2 separate regions of the Mus musculus genome follow, and region 1 is linked to region 2. Evidence: chromatin contacts called from public HiChIP or PLAC-seq data. All regions are on one chromosome and are shown on one strand. Each heading gives the region's core, a stretch centred on a gene start, on an enhancer-like site or on the middle of the called end of the contact. The rest is flanking DNA. Distances are from core to core; before and after follow the strand shown.

Region 1 (2,865 bases), core at 8-2,507, 830 kb after region 2:
GGTTGGCTCCGATTAGGGCTCTTCCACCATGAACCAGAGTTCAGTTGGCAGCCCTTACCCAAAGGAGACCCTAACCCACAAGAAGGCAAATCTCTGTGAATTTGAGGCTAGTGTGGTGTAAACAGTGAGTTTGAGCCTAGATCAAAAGTAAATGAATAAAGTAAAAATATAACAAAGGGTTCTTTAATCTCATCACTTGTGAGTTAGAGATAGAAGAATCTCTCTGAGTTTGAAGACACCCTGGTACATAGAGAGACAGGACAGCCATGACTACATAGAGAGGCCCAGTCTGAGGGAGAAGGAGGGGAGAGGGAGAGGGGGAGGGGGAGGGAGAGGGAGAGAGGCAAAGGAATAGGGAGAGGGGTTAAGGAAGACGGAAGAGGAGAGAGTGGAAAGGGTAGAGGGAGGGAGGGAGAGCAGGAGCCCACCAGGCCTCCTGGGGGCGGTGGAGGAGGAAAGGAGGTGGGGGAGAGGGGCATACAGAGAGAATAAAATAACTCCATCAAAGATCTGAACACCACCATCACCCACCCTACAACTCCCCCACCCCTGCTACAGCTTGCATTCCAACTCAAACATGAGTGCACAGGATTTACCCAAGGATTCACAGGTCTCTGCCTACACCCATATTACCCCCACCCCATGCTCAGAAAACTGACTAGATGGAATCTCTCACCTGTTCAAATCTTCTTGGCCACCAGAATCTAATCTAATTCCCTCATCTAATGCCAGTAGAGCTCAGGCCCTCCCACAAGCCTTGAGAGGTACAGTCCACCACACTGAGTCAGATGGGATGGCTCAAGCGATCTAGCACACAGATGACAAAAACAAAACAAAACAAAACAAAACAACCCAACTACCATAATTTCGTCCACCGGTGCCCTACAGTCGGGGACATGGGAGTCTACCCTGTTGGCTCCTGACCCAGATCTCAGCGCTCTAGAACTCAGGTAGGTGGGCGATCACTAGGCACTCACCTGGGGCAGGGCTCCACCCGCAGCCTCCACAATCACCATTGGGCTCCACTGGCCAGCCGGGCCCTGGGATGTGGCCATCCCTCCTCCAAGCTTGGATTAGATCACACGGGCTGTCGAAAACCTCAGCTCCGTCTCCGTGACGGAGGAAAAACGCCTCAACTCTACAGTTTTCCTGCCATGACCAATACTGATAAAACCAGTTTTCTGTGAAGCAGACTGACAGATCCAGAAAGTTTCAAAGAACCTCCTGCACGCAAAGCCGAAAGTCCCGCCCAGCGTCCTTTTGTCGTCACTAACGCGCCTATTTTCATTGGCTTTTCTCGGTGCAATGTCTTCTGGACAATGTAGTTCAGACGTGATCAAGCGCCAGGAAGTGGACACACCTCCCCAGATGGAGCCTTACACTCAATCTGTTAGGGAGAGTGTTGTGATTATAGATGTGTCAATATTTCCTTGAGCTCCAAAAGCCGGGCTTGCTGAAACACTCCTGAATTCCAGAACTGCTGGCAGAGGCAAGTTGATGTTTGGGATTAGAAACTAGCCTGTCACAGTGAGTTCCAGACCAGACAGAAAACCTTACAGAGTGAACATGACCCTAAGCTGGGCCATGTGAGGAGAGGAGATCTGAAAAGAGAAAGAGGGGCCTCCAACCAAGAGGGACCACCTGAGCCAAGAGACTAGCACAGCTAAAAGTGGCTGAGTTATAGAGTGGTCAGAGGAGCTGGAAGGAGGAAAGCCCAGGGGATCACCTGGACTGGGGAGTTTGGGCTGTGTGGTGGCTGGGGGTTGGGGGGAGGCATGCCAGCCAGGAACAGAGGGATGCTGAGAGGCCACTGTCCAGTTTGATATGTTAATGGACACTTTAGTTCAACATTTTTGCCTTGGATTTAAGACCCAACAGGTTATAGGTCTTTGTGTGAATGATACCTGACAGGTCTTCTTGCAAAGAAAACTTAGGAAATTACCATAGAGGAAGAAAGAAAGGACATATTTGGAATCGAGTATCCTTTCACCACTGATCTCAAGAATTCAAACTCTTCTCAGTTATACACATCAGACAGGAGGTCATCACGAATAACTTTTCTATTATGCATTCCCATGCTAAGAGAAATTTGGGGATGCATTACGGGATTCAGCCCAGAAAATGACTTTGGTGTGGCACTGAGGATGCACTTCACTTCAAAGGAAAGACTCGAGTAGCAGCTTCCCGGGGAAAGGGAACACTGGAGCATATGTACTGTGATCTAGTCTGCTGGGAGTCCTGTTAACTCCTTAACACTGCTTCTCCACTGTCCATCTCTGCAACTGCCCTGGTATCCATGGCTAACTGTCTGAACTATGTTGACCAGAACCCACTGTGTGCAGAAAGGCAGGAAGAGTGGTGGGAGTTGTTAGTGCATACATATAATCCTAGTGGATATCTGAGTTTGTGGCTAGCTTAGTCTACCATCTAGTGCAGCCAAGGCTACACAGAGAAAGCCTGACTCAGAGGAAAGGAAGAAAGGAGAGAGGGAGAGGGAGAGGGAGAGGGAGAGGGAGAGGGAGAGGGAGAGGGAGAGGGAGAGGGAGAGGGAGAGGGAGAGGGAGAGGGAGAAAAGGTTTTCCCCTGGAGCTGAGACAGGTCTGAAGTCTGCACCACCACAGTATAACTGGTCTAAGCCTTGGGTACAAACGCCCCTATCCATGTGCCTCTCTGCACATCCCTGTCTGCTGGCCTGTTGATGCTGGATGGGTGGCAGAGAATCCTTAGCTTACCTGATTGTTGCAGCACCCTGGTGTGTGGGTCCTAAGCCCAGGCAGAGGGCTGATGTCCCTGATAGTGATCCAGTCTTACAGTCCAATTTTATTTATTAATTTTACTCTTATAAAGATGGTGTTTGCGGCCGTG
Region 2 (2,793 bases), core at 184-2,683:
TAACACTTTTGTTCTCAAACATTTTATATAAAGAATATTCTGCTTGCTCAGCGGTAGTGACACACACTTTTAAAACCAGCCCTTCCAGAGGCAGAGGCAGGCAGATCTCCGAGTTCGAGGCCAGCCTGGTCTACAGAGTGAGTTCCAGAACATCCAGAGCCACACAACACTCTCTCAGATGATAACTGAATGACAAAAATAGGCAGCTCACAGTCCTAAATGGGACATTCTTGTATACCTTCTCAAGGGTCTGGGAACATCGTATTAGACGAAGGAGAAAGAATGTAAGAGTCTGAGAATGGCAAGGAGTGCTGTGGAATGGTTTTGGGCATGTTGTGCTCATGAACTCATAGAAACTGATTACCAGCACAAGATTGCTGGTAATTACCAGCGCCGATCAATATTATAGCCATTGATAGAGGAAGGGCGTACCCCTCCACACCTAGCTGAGGAGCTATAAGCAAATGATGGCAGCTGAGAGAGTGGGAGTCATTTTTCTTTGGGGATGTGGCCTCTGGTAGATTGTTCATGTCACACTCCACTGGTATACTGGTAGGCGGCACTAACAGGGCTATATTTAAAAAAAAAGTGTGGTGGGGTGGCAAAAGGAATGTGGAAGTATTGGGGATGGTTGGGAGAGGAGATGTGTTGGATATGATCAAGATACAGTATATATACATGTATGAAACCGACAAAGAATAAACTGCGCTCCCCTCACCTCACCCCGCTTCCCCGTTTCTCTGTGTAGCCCTGACTGTCCTGGAACTCGCTCTGCAGATCAGGTTGGTCTCGAATTCTGAGATCCGGCTGTCTCTTACTCCCGGGCACTGCGATTAAAGGCAAGAGTGAACATATTAAAGAGGCACCGCAGAAGAAAACCTGGGGAAACCTGCAGACCTAAAACTTGGTAGTACATACAGAGGGGCATTTTGAACACTAGGCACTAAAGTCGAGGTGGTCTAGTGGAGAGGTGAAGATTGCAATGGCAGCAACTGAATCCCAAACTGAAAAGTACATGCAACCAGAACCACTGTGGACTTGCCAAAAGCCCGCATTGCCCCAGCCCAATTCACAGCATCCTCCAACTCCCCTTCCTCCAAACAACCTCAAATCGCGCGCCACTAGCCCTGCCGCTGCACTCGTACGCTCCAATTGTCACCAGGACTCCCAGAAGCCTCTGAGGAACTGTTTTGAATTTCGCGGGACTCGTGTTTCCGGCAGGGTCCCGCGGTTCTCCCACAGGGTCTTGTAAAAACCAGCTGGGCTCTAAAGGATTTCTCCGCTGGGGACTACACTTCCCAGGGGGCCTTGTGCTCAAGCAAAGTCCACTTCCGGTGCGTTCCGGAGGAACTGCCTGAGGGTCCGATCTTTTAGGGCGGGGTTGGGCAGGGCGAGGGCGTGGCTGGCGAGGGCGTGGCGGGCGTGGGTGTTGCCGGGGGTGTGTCCCTGAGCAGCGGCCTTGAAGGGTGTCTGCAGCCTGGCTAGGAGAGCGTGCGCCCCTCGCGTGACATGCAGGGAATGGCGAGTGTAGTGTCATGCGAACCCTGGGCCCTCCTGGGGCGTGGCGCCCTCTGCACAAAGGCCAGGCCTGGTGGAGGTCCGGCGGCGGGGACTGTAGTTGCTCCTGGGAGCCCCGACCGGGGAAGGCCGCGCTCCAGGAACAGCCTGGCCTCCCAGGATCAGCAAGGAGCAGTGACCTCGGGGACCGCGCACAAAGGTGAGTGTCATGTTTCTGGGCTGAGTGGACAAAGATGAATCTATTCTGGGTGTGAAGGAAGGGTAAGGTCCGATGGTTCTCGAGGCCTTGGTGCTGGAGATGGTGTCTCTGGGCGCGTGATTGTGATGGTTAAATAACCAATCCTCGAAAGCTCAACTTGAGGCAGAGAAGTCAGGCAGAGGTGCTGGAGGGACGTTGACAACTACAGGGTCAACTTAGTTTAGACTTGTATCCATGTCAATGCTTCAAGAAATGAAACTCCCAGTGCGACAAGAGATGGCTTAGCCATTGTACTTGTTCCTCTTGCAGAGGTTCCTAGCACCCACATAGTGAGTCACAACCATCCCTAACTCCTATTGCAGGGGATAGAACATTCTCCTCTGAACTTTGTGGGCATCAGGCACACACACGTGGTGCACATATATTCATGCAAGTAAGACGAGAAAAGAGACAACCTGATTCCACATCCTACCCTGTCCTTACTCCCGCACAGGGTAATAAGGGTTTGGCATCTCTGCTCATGCACGGTGTAGTCTCGTGTAGATTTGGTGTCTAGTCCTTCCTTTCCTCCAGCTCTGTTTTCCAGAGATACCAACTTCCTCCAGGAGATAAACCGCAAACAGGAAGCTGCCCCTACAGGGACTAGACATAAAGCCAAGTCGCAGGTGAGTCACATTTCCTCTTTGCTTCCTGAAACAGTCTTGCCTTTTCAATACTTAATGGTGTTTATTTTCTGTGAAAAGTTTTCAGTTTAAGAGACCTGTCCTGGGTGCTGTTTCTTCCTACTCCGGTGAGTGATGGGCTACAGGGCTAGCTTCAAACTGATTCTCTTTCCTTTTCATCCCAACTGTTCCTTCTTGGTTGAAGAAATGATTCATCCCTTTCATTGTCCCATTTATCTCAGAAGGGTTTTTTTGTTTGTTTGTCTTTTGTTTTGGATAAGGTCTATCTACATAGCTCTGGCTGCCCTGCAACTCACTATGTACACTATATAGACTAGGCTGGTCTTGAACTCACAGAACTCTGCCTGCCTCTTATGAGTGCAGGAATTAAAGGTGTTTCCCATCATATTCTTC

What was found. HiChIP or PLAC-seq counts read pairs in DNA pulled down with a chosen protein or histone mark.
Region 1: an H3K27ac HiChIP or PLAC-seq map of microglia shows a contact between it and region 2, with 9 times the contacts expected there. The contact joins the promoter of Zfp772 here to the promoter of Zfp28 in region 2. A contact is called at or near these places in 6 of 39 promoter capture datasets (cranial neural crest, frontonasal cranial neural crest, liver and 3 more), 2 of 115 datasets of contacts at active chromatin or transcription factors (astrocytes and microglia) and 3 of 9 other capture datasets (adipose tissue, liver and pancreatic islet).

What each region holds. Positions count from the first base shown.
Region 1 is chr7:7,208,741-7,211,605 of GRCm38.p6, forward strand. It overlaps Zfp772 (zinc finger protein 772), which reads right to left and starts at 1,258. Exons shown (of 5, transcript NM_145577.2): 1 at 978-1,258. The coding sequence starts at 1,055.
Region 2 is chr7:6,381,885-6,384,677 of GRCm38.p6, forward strand. Zfp28 (zinc finger protein 28) reads left to right here and starts at 1,434. Exons shown (of 7, transcript NM_175247.3): 1 at 1,434-1,717; 2 at 2,291-2,382. The coding sequence starts at 1,510. It overlaps Zfp78 (zinc finger protein 78), which reads left to right. Exons shown (of 5, transcript NM_001025163.1): 5 at 1-721.